Regions from separate parts of the Sus scrofa genome. Here region 2 is linked to region 1. A link is a contact called in public promoter capture Hi-C data. All regions are on one chromosome and are shown on one strand. Each heading gives the region's core, a stretch centred on a gene start, on an enhancer-like site or on the middle of the called end of the contact. The rest is flanking DNA. Distances are from core to core; before and after follow the strand shown. Region 1 holds the start of ZRANB3 (DNA annealing helicase and endonuclease ZRANB3). Region 2 holds the start of RAB3GAP1 (rab3 GTPase-activating protein catalytic subunit).

Region 1 (3,975 bases), core at 601-3,100:
CAGTCAAAATGATGGGGAAAAGAGTTTAAGAATGAAAGCCATCAGAGGTGGGGAGGAAAGGCCTCTTTTTTTGATCTTTTTATATGCCACACGAATGGCATATAAAAGTTTCCAGCTTAGGGATGGATTTGGAGCTGCAGCTGCCCTGCGTATACCACAGCCGCATTAATACAACACCCCATCCTTAATCCACTGAACGAGGCCATGGATTGAACAAGCAACCTCACGGATACTAGTCGGATTCTTATCCTGCTGAGCCACAACAGTAACTTGCTGAAAGGCTTTTCCTGTTAATACCTTCTGCATCTCATTATTTCAAAGAGTCTCCAAAGGCTCCCAAAGGAGAGTCCAACAGCAAGAATATACTTAACTTTACATCCCAAAGGCGCATTAACTAGGCAGGGTCTGATGTGCTAAGCTTATGGGCTCCAAAGACTTTACAATGATGTTTATATTCATCAGTGTTATTATAGGTGGTACCCTGTGGGCACTTGTTTAATGAATGCTTTACATTAAAAAAAAAAAAAAAAAAAAGGAGAAGAAGAAGAAACTAATGGGCCCATTCTTCAGGTTTTTTGGTTTTTGGTTTTTGTCTTTTTAAGGCTGTACCGCGGGGCATGTGGCGGTTCCCAGTCTAGGGGTCGAATGGGAGCTGAGGCTGCCAGGCTTATGCCACAGCCACAGCAAGGCGGGATCCAAGCCTCATCTGCAACTTACACCACAGCTCAGGGCAACTCCAGATCCTTAACCCACTGAGCGATGCCAGGGCTGGAACGCGCGTCACGGGCACTACTCGGGTTCCTTAACCACTGAGCCAGGACAGGAATTCCCAAAAGGCCCATTATTGACTATCAATCCCTTCTGTAGCTTTTCTCCTTTGAACCAGCCTTTAAAAGTTTGTTCGTTAAAGTAGGAGGAGTTAGCTCAGAATTTCTGGGCAGTTTTTAGCCAAACTGAAGATGTGAAAAAGGCCACAGAAACACCCATCACAAGTAAATGGGTGTAATATAATACTGAGCAGGTCAGAAGACAGGAAATTGAAGTCTCTGGAATTGAAGACTGGCATTCAGCCCTTGGGAAGTAGCCCCATCCCATTTCACCCACTCTTTCTAAAATGCAATTAAATTCCATTTAATTTCCTCTCTTTCACGCAAGAAACTTCCGACTTGCCCGCCATGCCACTCCCAGACCGCCACACCTGGTGTATTCGCTGTAGAATCTCCAACTCCCGCCACAGGTTTGGCATGTGTCCGCCCCAAAGCGGAAGTGACTTCAAAGGGACAAACTGAAAGTAAGAGAGTTCAAACACCAGCATTTAAAACCCCTACGGCGTTCTGAAAAGACTCTTCCCCGACTACCTTCTTTTCCATCCCTTCCCTCTTCTATTAGGACGGCAAAAAGGCTTCGCCACAGCTTAGCAACTAGTTCCCCGCCCCAAACTCCAAATCATTCAAAAGTTTGTCCTTTCTCATTGGCCAAAGAGGCTTCATGGGTACCTCCCGGGAACTACAATTCCCGTCAGGCCCCGCTGCAAGCAAACCGATGAAAGAATATAGGCAGGAGCAAAGCACACTGGGAGCTGTAGTTGGCTGCTGGCCGAAAAGGGCAATCACCCCGCCTTTCCTCACAGAGGCTGAATAAACCAGGTGTTCGACTTAGAACCCGTTACCGCTGAGGGGAGGAGCCAAGCCCTTAAACGGCATTTCTCACTTCCACCACATGGAGGATGAAAATTTTCCTTTACTCTTATAAAGCACTATAAATACTCCTTGAAGAAATATGGTTGTCTCTCCAATACCTCCAGGTCAGTAAAAACTCCCAGAACTCCCCCACCTCAGGCTCCAACTCGTGGGAAAAGGTGGCTCTTTTACAAGTGGGCAAAATGGCTGTCCTTTTAGTTTTACCATTGGTTGTCCTTTGTGTCCTTCAAGGGCGGATTCTTACCGCCGATTGGCTCTTTTTCCCTTGAGGGTGGAGAAAGACTTGGCTAGGCTCTCCCGCGGCCGATAGGAGAGAAAGGGGTGGAGAGAAGGCATTTTTTTCAGGCGTGATTGGATGATCCTCCTATCACTCCGAGAATATACAACCTATGATTTGTCGACTGCCCCTCAAAGAGAACGAGGAGGCGGGGCTAGTGCGTGGTGGGAAGGGGCGGGATTCCGCCAGCCGCGGCTGCTGCTGGAGCCGGTGTCCGGGCTGGTGATGGGGTTAATTCCCTTTCGTAAGACTCTTACTTGCACCCACCCAGCCCCGCCGTCGCCCCGCCGCGCCGCGCTCCAGCCGCCTCCTCCTCCTTCTCAGTAACGCGGGTAAGAGATGCCTTCCCCTCCCCCCTCCAGCTCCCCGGGAATAACGCGCCTTGTTCCCCTCCCCCGCCCGCCAACCGGTAGCGCTAACGGAGAAAGGCAGGCAGGGGAGAGATGTGTGTGAGAAGGTGGCCTTCCCCGCGGAGCGGTCGGCGCTCCAGCCAGGGCCCCGCTGAGGTGCTGTTGCTGCCAGCCCGCGGGGAGGTCTGGTTCCGAGGGCGTCCTGGCTAGTCTGGTCGGCCGCTGCGGCTGCAACTGCATCCACTACCTTGCGCCCACCGCCCCCACCCGGGGGCCATGTGAAAAGCAAACCCCTCGAGGCCTAGCGGAGGAGGCAGGGGAAAGGTTCCCGAGTCCCTGCCTTGGCTGCTGCTGCTGCCCTTGCAGCCCCAGGGACTCGGGAACCAGCCACAGAAGGCCTGCCAGGAGCGGTGCCGTGAGTGGCTCTGCTTTCCCGGGTGGTTGGCGCCGCTACCCCGGGCTCATCGGCCCACCACACGGCCGCGGCCCCTGGCCTTACAACCCCGAGAATTTTTAAAAAGGAAATAAAGCGTTACGACCGGTTGGTGAAAGGTGAGGTGGTACATTTTGCCTGTGGTACCAGAAAAAGCACAGTGGGGCTATTAAAAAGAAAGTTGAATGACTGTCAACGCCACGGATCTCGGAGATCAGATTTACACACGTTAGGGTTGAGCCTTAGGTTCTCCCTCCAATTCCCTGTGTGGTTGAAGTTTTTTGCCGTTGTTCTCTTTTTTGTGTTATTGTTGTTGCTAGGTGCGAAGGAGAGTGCCTCTGTTCTTTGAGCTTGCTTTTATGCAGAAACTTGAAGGCTGTCATGTCCCATCTATAATTGGGCTAGCGAGTCAGTTAAGTAAAAGGCAAAGAGGAGCTTTCTAAAATAGTAAGGCTTAGTAAATAGCAGATGATTTTTCTAATAAGATTTTTCAGAAAAAAAAGTTTTTTTATGTATGGTTATGGTCTGCCTAATTGTAATTCTGAAGAAACACTTGGCTTTTAGCCTAATGTCATCTATTACAAGAAGTTTTGAATAATGAAAAAAAGTCAAACTGGCAGCCCACCTACTTGTAATATTTGAAACAGTAAGACCTGTGTAATATTTAACAGAGTAGGATAACAATGCGACTAAAGTAATTGGACACACCCCAGTTTAACAAAATTTGGCGTATTTGGCCATATTTGAGAGAGAATGCTTCCTTTCCACGTGTTGATTGAGTGCTCATCTTTTCAGTCCTTGCTTTTATGTCCAGGTGAATATGTCCTTAAATGATGGATTCTGTAATTTGTTGTAGACTTGTCTGTAATCAAAGGTAAAACTCTAGGCCCACTTCTAAGGTTTATTTGTTACCAGAATAAATTTGGGTTCTGAGGAAATATCTGAGTTTTGACTAAGTGTTATATCATTTTTTCAGGGCCTGTGAAAAAATACTCAATACTGGCTTAATGATTTTTTCATTAAGCTTAATGAAATACTCAATACTGGCTAATGATTTCAGGGTCTGTGAAAAATACTCAATACTGGCTTAATGATTTTTTCATATTCTGTAACTGATATATCTAGATACAGAATTGACAGATCCATAGGTTCAGGACCTGGAAGAAATTTGGATGTGTATTAGAATTAAAAAATGAAAGATGTAACCCTGCAAGG
Region 2 (3,975 bases), core at 570-3,069, 480 kb before region 1:
GATTTTTGCAAAATGTAAACTGGCTCACTTTACTCTCTTGCTTAAAACATTTTAGTGATGTCTATTTTGCTTCACATAAGGGCCATATAGAAGGCTCTATATGGCCTGGCCTATGCCTTCCTTTCTAACTTCATTGTAACCACTGTGTTCTAGGTGTCTGATTTCAGTTCATTAGATAGACCAGATCTTCCTAACTTTCAGCCTCTGGATGTGCTACTCTCTCTCCGCTTAGAGGCTTTCTCGGCCCCTATCCTGGCTGTCTCCATTTTATCCTTCATTTGTCCTCCAAGATTCTTCTTGTTAAGGTCACCATTGATTGGCCTCCACATTGATAACAGTGATACTAATACATTTAACACCTCTGTTCATAGGCAGTAGATTTCCCGTCTTCCTACTCCATCTTGAGTTCCTTGAAATCTGAGATAATACCTGCACTATATCTTCATTACCCTGGAGCCTAGTGCTATGATTGGCTTATGGTAGGTATTTAATAAATGCTTATAAATGAATGAAGGTGCAAGTTGGGACAGATTGCTGCAGAAGTAGCCCCAAACTCCCACTAGTATAATGAACAAAAACTAGAAGAAATATCAAGAGACAGGAGTTAAAGGCTTAGCACTGGCAATAACTATTCTTGAAATTCTCTGGCCTTAGTTTCCTCATTGCACCATCTACATCACCAAATTTTTTATGTCTCTTTCTCTTATTTTAGGGTTAAATTTTTTAATTGCTTAAGCCATTTTTTCTGGTTCCTCTACCCCCACATTTGAATTACAAAAAAAAAAAAATCTTTAAATGATATTTAAATTTTTAAAAAACTTTTAATTATGAAAAAATTCACCCTTACAGAAGGAAAGAGAATATTATAAATACACATGTACCCATCATTGGCTTAATCAATTACCCACTCATCGCTGATTTGTTTTATTTCTATCCTTATCCACTTCTCCCTCCCATTATTTTGAAGCAAACCCTGGACATGGTATGATTTTCTCTGTAAATAATAGAGTATGTATGAGAAATAATTTCTAACTGCTGGCACCTATTCTGTTTCTGAATGGCTTAAAAGTTTTCATTGAACAGCATGTTGCTCTTCCCAGAAACCAGATAACTAGCATGATTTTATTTCATGACTTAGGCAAACTGCTTAAGTTCTTTGAGGAGTGGGGCGGTGAGGAAAGGTGGGTTATAAAGCACTTAGCTCAGTGCCTTGCAATCAATCAGTAGAGGTTGAATGAAAAACAAAATGTGTGTTGGGTTTCTTATTTATTTACTTATTTATTTATTTTGTTTTTTTGCCATTTCTTGGGTCGCTCCCACGGCATAGGGAGGTTCCCAGGCTAGGAGTCGAATCGGAGCTGTAGCTGCCAGCCTACTCCAGGGCCACAGCAACGCAGGATCCGAGCCGCGTCTGCGGCCTACACCATAGCTTGCCACAACGCGGGATCGTTAACCCACTGAGCAAGGGCAGGGACCGAACCCGCAACCTCATAGTTCCTAGTCGGATTCCTTAACCACTGCACCACGACGGGAACTCCTGTTGGATTTTTTAAAACAAGTTAAATGCTTCTAGGGCCTTGTCTTATCTCCTTGGCTCTGTTCCCTTCCTAATTCATTAAGGGAAATTTTCAAATTTTATTAAATCATCCAGAGAACGAGGAGTTGAGGGCAGAGTAAGATTCCCTTCCCAGGAACAAAAGCATTTAAAAAAAAAATTTTTTTTTTCAGATGATTTCAACCTATGAAGAGGACTCACTATCAGGACTCACTATCAGGAGGCGGGGCCTCCGGGGGTGGGACTGCGCAGAGGCTCCTCCCCCTGTTCTCCCCACCCCCGTCCTCCAGCTCTTCTTCCCGGCATCCCTAGCGCCCGCCTTGGCGCTCCTCAAGATGGCGGCCGACAGTGAGGTGAGGTGTTTGTTTCATACCTATCCCTGTCTCTATTTAAGTTCGATTCTCCGCGTCAGCGCTCAGGCGCTCAATTCCTTTCTTTCTTCCCCTTCCCGCAGCCCGAGTCCGAGGTGTTTGAGATCACGGACTTCACCACTGCCTCAGAATGGGAAAGGTAAGGTCGTGTGTTTGGTTACCAACACTTTGGGCCCCGGCGTCTCCCCTGTCACTCCCCTAACAGAGCCCACTGGTGACGCCACTTATGCGGGAAAAGTAAAACCTTGGCTGCCCGCGTCTCCGCTTCCTCCCTTCTCGGGTCAGCCGCAGGCTTCTTCCGCATCTCCTGGCTGACAAGCCCCGGCCCGTCCCCCTTCAGCCAAACCCGGAGCCTCCGGCTCTCCGAAGTTTTGTTTTCTCTGCCCAAGGACCACTCTCCTTAGACCTTTGGTTTTCTAGTTGTTGTCCATCTGCAGAAACAGTTGTCGAGGCTATAACTTCCGTTTAACTCAAGTTCTAGTAAGCAATAAACTTCACAGCTGCCTTTTTTTTTTTTTTTTTTTTTTTTTTTTCCTTCCCGGGTACATCCTTTTCAGGAGGAGGCCTTTCTTCAGAGTCGTGGTGGGCTCTGCCACACACTCACCTTCTCCATCCTGTCTTTTAGAATAACTTTTTGAAATAGTCTGTGTCTGGTTTTGGAACGCTTTGATTCAGATTGTTCCATGTCATTGGGTGCTTTGCCCAGGCGTCCTGTGCCTTCAAACTCCAGTGAACAGCTGAGTCAAACTGTTGGCTCACTGAAATTAGTTGAAGGCCTAGTTTGTGGATGACTGATAGCTTAGATCAAGAGGTTAACAGTTTTGATGTCGCAGAGGTCCTTCAGGTTTTCTGGGTGATGAGGTTGCAACGTTTTATAATCCTAAAATCTTGCCGGTCGGGAGAAGTTTGTGGAATCCATGTCATCAAACGACATATGAAAATATAAAACATCTCTGCTGGGAAACTAGTTTGACCCGTGGTATCCCTCTTAAAAGACAGTAAGACATAACCACATTGGCAAGGCTTTATTGAGCAGGTATTGTGTGTTCAGAACTATACTAACAGAAAAGAACAAAAACAAAACGAAAGCCTTGATCCATGTGTTTTAAAAAAAACAAAACAGCAAATAGTTAAATTTTAAGCCAGCTAGTACTAACTATAAAAATAGTAGTTTAAGGATGATGTTGTTGTGGATTATAATTGTTGGAAGTATTTACATAAGAAAAGATAGGAAATGTGCTGGGCCCAGAAAATAGGAGTAGTTAAATATGAGAAGGGCCTAGTGTGAGTAGAGACAGGTGAAAACCTTTGGGATTTAATGAAACATCTTTACTGGAGTGAGGGCTATCTTTTGAAGGAAAGTAAACAAAATTATTAAGGAAGAAAGGACCCAGGTTATAGACAGCCTCCAAAGCTAAGTAAAGGAATCTAGGTTTGGTGCTTTAATACCAGTGATTCTCAAACTTTAATGTGCATCAGAATCACAGTTTATGGCTCTGTATGTCTAAGGTAATTTCAAAAATTTGCATTTCTAACAAGCTCCCAGGTGATGCTGATGCTGCTGGTCTGGAGACCACACTATACAACCATTAAGGAGCAATTGTGAGAGACCCTTGATTTTAGAGTGGTACAGTGACATGAGTTGTTTTAGGAGGTGAGGTAAAATTAAGGTCAGTGAGTTACTTTGATAAAGTAGGTGATTTGGAGACTGGAGAGGAAGGATAGAAGATTGTAAGACATTTTAAAGAAGTAGATAGTGCTTGATGAAATGTAAGAGTAGAAAAAAATCATAGATTGAAACTGCAGTTTCTTGCATGAAAGAATGAAGAAAGTGGCAAAGTAAGAAGAATAGTTTTAGACCTGTTGAATTTGAGATAATAGCTTAATGTCTTGAATGTAGTTAGAAAATTTAACTTGAATCTTGGAGGATGGGATGAGGAAACAGTATTTAGTTGAAAAATGATCACTTTCCTCTAGCTAAATACTTAAAATATTCTGAAGTAGAATATTAAATCCTATAGTTTCTTATTTGAAAGTATTTTTTTTAAA

Evidence for each region. Promoter capture Hi-C pulls out the DNA fragments that hold promoters and counts their contacts.
Region 2: a promoter capture Hi-C map of liver shows a contact between it and region 1, with 7 times the contacts expected there. The contact joins the promoter of RAB3GAP1 here to the promoter of ZRANB3 in region 1. A contact is called at or near these places in 1 of 5 promoter capture datasets (liver), 2 of 47 Hi-C or Micro-C datasets (heart right ventricle and psoas muscle) and 2 of 2 datasets of contacts at active chromatin or transcription factors (alveolar macrophages and skeletal muscle).

The regions. Positions count from the first base shown.
Region 1 is chr15:16,412,166-16,416,140 of Sscrofa11.1, reverse strand. It overlaps ZRANB3 (DNA annealing helicase and endonuclease ZRANB3), which reads right to left and starts at 1,850. Exons shown (of 21, transcript XM_021075255.1): 1 at 1,799-1,850. It overlaps R3HDM1 (R3H domain-containing protein 1), which reads left to right and starts at 1,783. Exons shown (of 24, transcript XM_021075222.1): 1 at 1,783-1,804.
Region 2 is chr15:16,890,992-16,894,966 of Sscrofa11.1, reverse strand. It overlaps RAB3GAP1 (rab3 GTPase-activating protein catalytic subunit), which reads left to right and starts at 1,819. Exons shown (of 27, transcript XM_013983945.2): 1 at 1,819-1,908; 2 at 2,010-2,065. The coding sequence starts at 1,891.